2 separate regions of the Sus scrofa genome follow, and region 1 is linked to region 2. Evidence: chromatin contacts called from public Hi-C data. All regions are on one chromosome and are shown on one strand. Each heading gives the region's core, a stretch centred on a gene start, on an enhancer-like site or on the middle of the called end of the contact. The rest is flanking DNA. Distances are from core to core; before and after follow the strand shown.

Region 1 (5,155 bases), core at 72-2,571, 110 kb after region 2:
GGGCAGGAGCTACTGGGGTAAGGACGAACGCTCCGATAGGGCTGTCGCGAAGAATCCTCTGGGGGAGGGGACGCTGGTGGCGTCTCCTAGGGGCCAGAACCAGGAAGGATCCCAGATGGAGGAAGAGAACAGATCCCAGGAAGAAGAGACAGAAACTTGGGTGGTGAAGTGGGGGAGGGTGGTGGGTCCGAACTGGAGGACTTGGGAGAGCTCCGCCTGCGCTCCGGGGGCACTGGCAAAGATCTCTTCACAAAGGAGGGCATGAAAGACAGTGAGAGTCACAAGGACTCCCGAGGAGTGAAGGTGCCAAAGAGGGAACTCGAGGCCGAGCCTGCTGGGGGTAACAGCGGCCCTACCAGGTGCACAGGTTCCCTGTTTCAGCTCCTCACCGACCCAATCTCTTCAGCGGTGGAAAGACACAGCCTCTTTCCTCAAGCTCGGCCCAAGTTTAAAAGTCTCTGGAATCAGGAAGCCACGAGAGCAAAGACCTCCTAGGCCTCCTAGGCCTTTCAATGTCAGTCCTCCCTCTCTGAGTCTTCTCAGTGACTGGAGCAAGGGGGACCGCCAACAGCAGCCCTAGTGAGGCTGATGTAGAACTGTGAGAATTGTGCTTTCTGAATTCTAGTTCAGCTTTCCCCCAACCACCACCACCCTTGCAGCAACCTCTGGGGCAACAGGAAGCAGCTGCTCAGTGCAGCCCCCACCTGGTGGTGGGTCAGGGTGGGGGAGGAAAGAAGACAGGGACTTAAAAAGCCCAGGAGAAAATGGGGGAAGATACACCTTTAAAAAATCTTCCAATGAGACCAAAAGTAGGCTTTACTTTTTTTAGGGGGGAGCAGCAGTGAGTGTAAAATAGTGGGAGGCTCAAGGAGCTGGGGAAATGGGGGTGAGGTGGGAAAGCCCCCACCTAAGGTGCAGTCTCAGGTTCTTCCCTGGAGCTGGAGCTTTCCAACGTTCGTGGTCGGCAGCCTCATCAGCTGAGCCCTGTGCCCCTATAGTCTGGCGTCTCCTCCTTCACCCCTCAAAAGAGCAAAGGTTAGGCCCCACCCCTGCTGAGTCAGCCAGGGAGGGAGGTAGGCATCCCTCAGGCCTTCCCCGAGGGGGGCCGGTCTTCATACTTACCCATGTCAGGCTGGCTGGGCTTCAGGGCTGGGACCACCTAGCTCCTCACCGTCCTTGATTCCCCCTTCACGTGAAGGCTGGTGTTAGATCCTCCCAAACTGTGAGCTGGGAACCAGCACGAATCAAAAAGCCAATGTATGCTTCCTGCGAACCACAGCCTGAACTGCTGTAGGGTGATGTCCCTGTGTGACAGACTGGGGTGGGGAGGGAGGAGGGAAGGGCGGGGCTTTCTCTGGGTGGAGAGGGAGGAGGCGGTGAGGACGGGGCAGAACCAGGAGAAATATGGAGGAAGGTTAGATCTGTGTTGACACTCCAGTGGCATGCTACAAGAAGAGACCGATGAAGGAGGAAGGAAATAAACAGTTGCAGGTAGTGAGAGGAAGAAGTTTCTGGATGAATGCTGAGAGATGTAAATGTGGGGGTGGAGGGATAGAAATGACCTTTAGGGTCGTAGTTCCCAGGTCTGCATCTGGATAACAAGGGAAAGTGGAGCAAAAAGGGCCGGCCCTGGGGGCTCCTGCACCAGCTTCTTACCCCACTTCAGTCTTGACCCAGAGGATGTGTGCCCCCACCCCATAACTCAGCATTTCCCCAAATTCAGGATTTTCTGGGAGCAAACTACCAGGCACAGGCAGCTCAGGGGCTCCACCTTCCGTCCAGATCACGACACAGAAGAGACTGGTGCCAAGGACGTCATAGGCAGATGGGAGGAAACTTATAGAGGCCCCTACTCCACCCCTGGCTCCTCTCCCAAGGCCCCTCCCCAACCTTCAGCCCCCGGGGGCCTCTGAATTGGGATGTTTGTCCTACCCGGCTCCTAATCAACTTGAATGCCTCAGGGTGGAGCTTATAGATTCAGGCTCCTCCTCAGGACAAAAGCCCCAGCCGGTTTGTAAACAGTCATTAGCTAAGAACCACATCCCTGCAAATGGCCTTCAAGGATTTCAAAATGGTGAGATGAGAGTTTGTGCAGAGCCTCTAGCCCTACCACCAGAGGGCAGGATATGGGTCTGGGCCCAGAAAATATTTCAGGAGCACCAAATCCGACCTAGTACTTGTTTGAAACTGGGTGTGCCTTTGAGTAATTCTTATAATCCTGCACCTTTCGGTTGGCTAAAGTGAAGGGGCAATTGTCTAATTCCACTATTTAGCTGAGAAACCCCAAGCCCAGCAACCCTGCAAATTACTATTCCTCTGTAACAGATTTCAATTTTTAGGGATCTTAGAATAGGGCTAATGGCACTTTAAACCCTGCACTGCCTCAAGGAACCACATACAAGTCTTGCCCAAAATACATGATGAAAAAAAACAAAACCGTGGCAATGGTGGGGCGGTGGTGGGTTGACTCAAATTTTGCACAGATCAGTATTAATCCTTCAAAACACTGATTAACCCCTTACTTCTCTTAGAGTAGCACTTATTTTTAAACCACCCAACCCACTTTTCCCAGTGTGCTTTTCTGAAAAAAACCTTTTTATTTAGCATAGAGTTTTGGGCCAGGGATCAGATCTGAGCTAGTCTCAGCTGTAGCAACACAGGATTCTTTAACCCACTGTGCTGGGCTAGGATCAAACCTGCATCCCAAGGTTCCAGAGATGCCACCACAGCAGGATGTCCCCTTTTGCTTTTTTAATCAAATAAGGTGCTAAATAGAATACTGAAGAGCCAAAAAATTGATTTGCCATGAACAACATAAAAGGCCAAAGTTGAGACCCTACTAGTAAGATCACATCATCCACAGGAAACTCCTCACAAGACTCATGCTAGTTTATTAATCCGAACTAGCAGCTTTTCTTTTTTTGATGACCCCATTTCAAACGTATATGGCCCATTTCATGCTGTTTCTTGTGACTATTCTAAAATTGCTAAAAACCTCAGTGTTGGCTTTGTTTTTAGGACCAAGAACAACAGACAGATGATGAGGGATGTACATTTTATTGGAAACCTTAAATACTCTTCAGACAGAATACAATGTCTTCAATCAAGGCTCTCATGGCCTACAGGGAAAACTGCATTTTGGATGAGGGGCAAGAGAGGGCCACAAAGAGGATGAGTACTTAGTTTGCCAAAAGGACTCCCTCATGAGTGCTCTTCAGCCAGTTTATCAGCTTTTGCCACAGCTTCTTCAATGGGTCCCACCATATAGAAAGCCTGTTCTGGGAGATGGTCATATTCACCTATATGGAAAAAAATGCCAACTGGTGAGAAGTGGAAGAATATCAATTTTCTGCAGTGGGTACCTCACCACTTGACGCCATTATTCAGAATATGAAATCATATCATCTTAAAAATCTTTTACTTTGCTTTTTATGGCTACATGTGCAGCACATGAAGTTCCCAGGCTAGGGGTTTAATCAGAGCTGCAACTGCCAGCGTACACCACAACCACAGCAATGGATTATCTGAGCAGAGTCTTCGACATACACCACAGCTCATGCCAACACCGGATCCCTTAACCCACTGAGTGAGGCCAGGGATAGAACCCCCATCCTCATGGATACAGGTTCATAACCATGAGCCACAAAGGGAACTCCCAATTAGAAATCTTTTCTGGGAGTTCCCGTTGTGGCATGGTGGAAACAATTCCAACTAGGAACCACGAGGCTGTGGGTTCGATCCCTGACCTCGCTCAGCGGGTTAAGGATTCAGTACTGCCGTGAGCTGTGATGTAGGTCACAGATGCAGCTCTGATTTGGCATTGCTATGACTCTAGTGTAGGCTGGCAGCGATAACTTTGATTAGACCCCTAGCCTAGGAACCTCTATGTGCTGTGGGTGTAGCCCTAAAAAAAAAAAAAAAAAAAAAAAAAAAAAAAAAAAAAAAAAAAAAGAAAAGAAAAGAAAAAAGAATTCTTTTCTTAACAAACTTCCCTCACAAACCCAATTCACAAGACATAACTACAGTATAGATTAAGAACAAGTTGTCCAGGGGTTGCCTCCATGGCACATCAGAAACAAATCCGACTAGGAACTATGAGGTGTTGTGGGTTTGATCCCTGACCTCGCTCAGGGGGTTAAGGATCTGGCATCGCCGTGAGCTGTGGTGTAGGTCGCAGAAGTGGCTTGGATCCAGCATTGCTGTGGCTGTGGCACAGAAGCTACAGCTCCGATTCAACCCACAGTCTGGGAACCTCCATATGCTGTGGGTGCGGCCCTGAAAAGACAAAAGACCAAAAAAAAAACCCCACAAAAAAACAGTATTCCAGAGTCACATAAATTCACGTTCAAATTCTTGCTCTCCACTTTGGCTGTATGACATTGGGTTTTGGCTTTGTGATAAGTTTCCTGGTTTGTAAAACAGAATAATACCTTTGGGTTTTTTTTGGTCTTTTTAGGGTGGCACCTGAGGCATATGGAGGTTCCCAGGCTAGGAGTCGAATCGGAGCTGTAGCCGCTGGCCTACACCACAGCTCACAGCAACACTGGATCCTTAACCCACTGAGAGAGGCTAGGAATTGAACCCATGTGCTCATGGATACTAGTCAGGTTCGTTAACCACTGAGCCATGACAGGAACTCTGTGCCTTCCTTATGATGATGTTGTAATTCACTTAGAATAGTTAGCACTGAAAGCTCTCAGTCTCACTCTCAGAAATCAAGTACTTCCAAAAATTGATGGGAAATAACTTTTTGCATAAAAATTATACTAGGCACAGTATACTTATATATTACTTGCTGATTCCTTAAATGGGAACATGACATACATAGCAAGTATTCAAGGGATTTCAGCTTCTCTGCCATTTTATACTTGAGATCTCACCTGCCAAAATCTGCTGGAATCCTTTGATGGTCTCCTTCAGGGGTACCAACTTCCCCAAGTGACCTGTAAAGACCTCAGCAACCTGGAATGGCTGAGACAGGAAACGCTGTATTTTCCGTGCACGGGACACAGTTAACTTGTCTTCCTCAGAAAGTTCATCCATGCCCAGGATGGCAATGATATCTTGGAGGGATTTGTAGTCCTGTGAGAAAATGAGAGGCCTGAGTAAACATTTACATTCCTTTAATTTGGACAAAAACCTAAGGGTTAATACA
Region 2 (4,741 bases), core at 1,158-3,657:
AGGCCAGGGATTGAACCTGTGACACAGCAGGGACCCAAGCCAATGCAGTGATTCCAGGATCTTTAGCCTGCTGTTCCATAAGAGAACTCCTAAAGTTTTAATTTTGTCATTGGCTTAAGGACTCAGTTTCTCAAGTGGGCTAAGTCTATGTGGAAAAGTTCTTGGGCCTGTCCAGAACACCTGAAAAACTGAAATAGGAGTTCCCACTGTGCAGTGGGATTGATGGCATCTCTGCAGCACCAGGTTGCAGGTTTAATCCTCAGCCCAACACAGTGGGTTAAAGGATCCAGCATTGCCACAACTGTGGTGTAGGTCCCAACTATATCTTTGATCTGATCCCTGGCTCAGGAACTCCATATACTGCCAGGTGACCAAAAAAGAAAAAGAAAAGTAAAACAAAACAAAAAAAACAAACCCTGAAATAAAGAACAATAAAATCCTAAACTTCTGAAAAAGTACAAATTATAAATATCTGCTTTTATTGCCCATTATTATGTTATACCAAAGTCTGGAAATAATAGATTTTTAGAGATCTCTTTCTTTAAAAGAGCATTTTTACATCACAAATTTTTTTTTCTTTACTGGCCGCACCTGGGACGTATGGAAGTTTCCAGGCCAGGGATTGAATCCAAGCCTCAACTTGGATGAGCTGTGGCATGCAGCTGTAGCAGTGCCGGATTCTTAAATCACTGTGCCAGGCCAGGGATTGAACCTTTGCTGCTGCAGAGACAACACTGGATCCTTATCCTGCTATGCCACAGTGGGAATTCCTTTACATCATAATTTACTGTAGTCATCACTTCTGGCTGGTGGAATAAAAATAATTCCAGTGAGCTCAGTTTGAAAAGCTATTTATACAACACTATTGTGACTTTTTATTTACTTGTCTTTAAGAAGTAAGATTGTTTTGGAGCTCCTGCTGTGGTACAGTGGGTTAAGGACCTGGTGTTGTCTCTGCAGTGGCTCAGGTTGCTGCTGAGGTGCAGGTTGGATCCTCAGCCCAGCATGGCACAGCTGCAGCTCTGATTCTATGCCTGGCCTGGGAACTTCTATATGCAATGTGTGCAGCCAAAAAAAAAATTCATTGTTTTATTTTGAAACATACTTGTGTACTTTATTTATTAAGGAAGTTGTTTCTGGGGAGCCCATGACAATTGTAATTTTCTTATTCTTTTCTGGCCATGGCAAATATAGGCATACAATCAACAAATGTATAATACGTCGTAAAAGCACTTTCTTTCTCAGGATGTAGTGTTGAATACCCACTCCTATCTTTGGAAATAAAATAGTCACAGAAGGGGGAAAATGTGGATTTCAAAGAGAGATTCTGCAAAATAATGTGGTACATTTTAGTAATAATCTGTTTTATTGGCCTTCAGTTTTTCCTGGTTCTTAAAAAAAAAAAAAAAAAAAAAAGACTGGAGATAAAAAGGTCAGAGGTCTCAACACTGTTTTTTCACCTTTTGAAAGAGTTACCTCAGTACAGAGACTTGAGTATAGGTAAAATTGAAAGAGGAAGTGTTTGGGACTAAAGGAATTTTAGACTTGTAAAGAGCCTAACCACGCCTTCCCTGACATCATCTTCCTGGCATGTGTTATTATAATTTAACTCCTCAGAGCATCAACAACCATTCCCTTTGGAAAAAAAGAAAAGAGACTGTGTTTAACTGGTATATTTTGCCTTCCCCAACCTACTTTGCATAAATTTCTCTTTCTTCTTGATCTTAGCATGTCTGTTGGGGGTGGGGAGGAGGCAGTGATGAGAGTAGAACTGACTGGTGGGCATTGCCAGATCTTCACTCTTTAAAAAGCTCGAATTACCCAGAATTTTCAGAAGTGTTTACTTTAGAGGAGAAAAGGGGAAGCAATGGTTTATACTTCTAACAGAGAATTTTTGTGTTTTTACTATACAAAATTCATCTAGTTTCCATTAAAATTAATAAAATTTTGAAAGTTTAATATCTGTTGACTGGGGGCAGCTAATAATTCTGTTATCAGAGATTTAGTTAACTCAGTTAAAGTTTAATAGTGATGTCTTTCCTCTGATTCCTTCTTTCTTGTTTAGCTCTACTACACTAACTTCTGCCCTCATTACTACAGTAACAGACATCCTGAATGATCTCCTTGCCTCCTGTTTTTCCACTGCCTATCCCTTGCCCTCAGGTAATTGTATACCTTCTACCAGAATAATCTCCCAACATTCCAGCAGTCTAGTGCTAAGCATTTCTTGTAGAAAAAGCTTTAATGCATGAGTTCCCTGGTGGTCTAGTGGTTAAGACTTGGTGCTTTCACTGCTGCAATCCCATTCAGTCCCCAGTCTGGGAAGTGAAATCCCACCTCAAGCCACTGCTTGCTAAACAAAGTCCAAGTCCTTAGCCTAATACCCACTGTTTATCTAGCCTTTCCTTATCTTTCCCTAGCATAATTTCATTACATTCACTCAGTTCTAGCCAGTTGTGTTACCTGCAGCTCTCTGGATATACCCTTTGGTTTTTGGTTTACATTTATCATCTCATAAGAAAATATGTTCTAAAGTAGGAAAATATAGAAAAGAAACAGGACAAAGGAAAAATAGAGGAAAGTATAAATTAGAATAAGAAGTCAGGCGTTCCCATCATAGCGCAGTGGAAATGAATCCAACTAGGAACCATGAGGTTGTGGGTTCGATCCCTGACCTCACTCAGTGGGTTAAGGATCTGGTGTTGCCGTGAGCTATGGTGTAGGTTGCAGACATGGCTCAGATCTGGCGTTGCTGTGGCTGTCACATAGGTCAGCAGCAACAGCTCCGATTTGACCCCTAGCCTGGGAATCTCCATGTGCCACGGGTGCGGCCCTAAAAAGACAAAAACAAAAAAAAAAGTCAGTTGGAATTAAAATGCATATGTGCCAGGAGTTCCTGTCGTGGCACAGCAGAACTGAATCTGACTAGGAACCTTAAGGTTGTGGGTTTGATCCCTGGCCTTGCTCAGTGGGTTACAGATTCGGCTTTGCCGTGAGCTGTGGTGTATGTTGCAGAAGCAGCTTGGATCTGGCTTTGCTGTGGCTGTGGCTGGCAGCTGTAGTTCTGATTAGACCCCTAGCCTGGGCACCTCCGTGTGCCATGGATGTGGCCCTGAAAAGCACACACATACACACACACACAAAAGTACAGATGTGCCAACCACAGGATTTTATCCTGGAAGGTGAAAGTTGATGAATAGTCTTTGATTCTGTCAGTGTGGAGGTGGTTGATGACTTTGACAAGCAATTTCAGAGTGGGGAACAGAAGCAAGGTTGGAGTGGGTTGATGAGTGAAAGAAGGTAAGGAAGTATAGATGGTGTATATAGACTAAACTTTTAAGAAATTTAAGATGAAGAGCAGAACCCAATATAAAAATTGAGCAATATATCTCAGTAGATATTTCTCCAAAGAAATCTACAAATAGCTGTGAAAAAATGTTTAGCATCATTAGCTATCAAGGAAATCAAAACCCCAGTGAGGTACCACTTCACACCCACAAGGATGGCTATAATCAGAAACACAGATAATAACGTGAAATAATTGGACCCTCAAACAGTGCTGATTGGGATGTAAAATGATGCAGCTACTTTGGAAAACAGTTTGACAGTTCCTCAAAAAGTTAAACCCACTCTGTATATACTCAAGAGAAATTAAAATGTATGTCTACACAAAAACCTATACATTATTGTTCATAGCAACATTATTCACAATAGCCAAAAAGGGGAAAAGCACAAATATCCATCAACTGATGAGCAGATAAATAAAATATTATTTATATCCTTTCAATGGAATTTTGGAATTTTATTCAGCAATAAAAAGTGATAGAATACAGGAGTTCCCTGGTGGCCTAGCAGTTGGGGATTCAGTGTTGTCACTGCTGTGGCTTGGATTTGATGCTTGGCCTGGGAATTTACAAGTGCCACAGGTGTAGCCAAAAAAAAAAAGGAATAGGGTACTGATACCTTTTACAAAATAGATGAACCTTGAAAACATTATGCTAGCGAAAGAAGCCGCTCACAAAAGATCACATACATTTGACTCTTGAGCAATGTGGGGCCTATGGATACCAGACCTCTGCAGTTGAACATCCATGTATCAGCTGTAGTTGATCCTTTGTGTATTTGGCTCCTCCCTATCCATGATTCTTCTGCATCCTTGGCTTCAACCCAACAGCAGACTGTGCTGTACTATAGTGTGCTGTACTATTGAAAAAAAATCCACATGTTAGTGGATCTGTACAGTTCAAACCCATGTCTTTCAAGGGTCATCTGTATTTCATGCTTCTGTTTATATGAAATGTCTAGAATTGGCAAATCCAGAGAGACAGAAAGCAGTAGTTGCCTAGGGCTGGAGTGGAAGAGGATGACTGGGGGGAAAGGAAGAGTGACTAGTAATGAGTTTTGGGTTTCTTTGTGTGGTAATGAAAATGTTCTAAAATTGATTGTGGTGATGGTTGCATAACTCTGTGATCCAAATACCACTGAATTTATACTTTAATGGGTTAATTACATGGTGTGTAAATTATATCTCAGTAAAGTTGTTTTTGGTCTTTTGCTATTTCTTGGGCCGATCCACGGCATATGGAGGTTCCCAGGCTAGGGGTCTAATCGGAGCTGTAGACCCCAGCCTGTGCCAGAGCCAAAGCAACTTGGGATCCGAGCTGCGTCTGCAACCTACACCACAGCTCACGGCAACGCCGGATCCTTAACCCACTGAGCAAGGGCAGGGACCGAACCTGCA

The links. A called contact is a pair of places that touch in the nucleus more often than the background predicts.
Region 1: a contact with region 2 is called in a Hi-C map of mesenteric adipose tissue, with 1.5 times the contacts expected there. The contact joins the promoter of BAZ2A here to the enhancer-like site in region 2. A contact is called at or near these places in 2 of 5 promoter capture datasets (fetal skeletal muscle and liver), 6 of 47 Hi-C or Micro-C datasets (adipocytes, heart right ventricle, liver and 2 more) and 2 of 2 datasets of contacts at active chromatin or transcription factors (alveolar macrophages and skeletal muscle).

What each region holds. Positions count from the first base shown.
Region 1 is chr5:21,981,712-21,986,866 of Sscrofa11.1, forward strand. BAZ2A (bromodomain adjacent to zinc finger domain protein 2A) reads right to left here and starts at 1,322. Exons shown (of 29, transcript XM_001927752.7): 1 at 1,123-1,322. The coding sequence starts at 1,126. ATP5B (ATP synthase subunit beta, mitochondrial) reads right to left here. Exons shown (of 10, transcript XM_001929410.5): 9 at 4,881-5,082; 10 at 3,039-3,299. The coding sequence ends at 3,202.
Region 2 is chr5:21,872,949-21,877,689 of Sscrofa11.1, forward strand. The region is part of intron 4 of RBMS2 (RNA-binding motif, single-stranded-interacting protein 2); the gene reads left to right. Among named protein-coding and RNA genes, the nearest start is that of GLS2, 55 kb to the left of the region's middle. Within about 2 kb of position 2,408, at least 10 of the 83 cell types and tissues checked have an H3K27ac peak or open chromatin away from gene starts, as enhancers often do. A contact at or near this core is called in mesenteric adipose tissue, where this site is marked.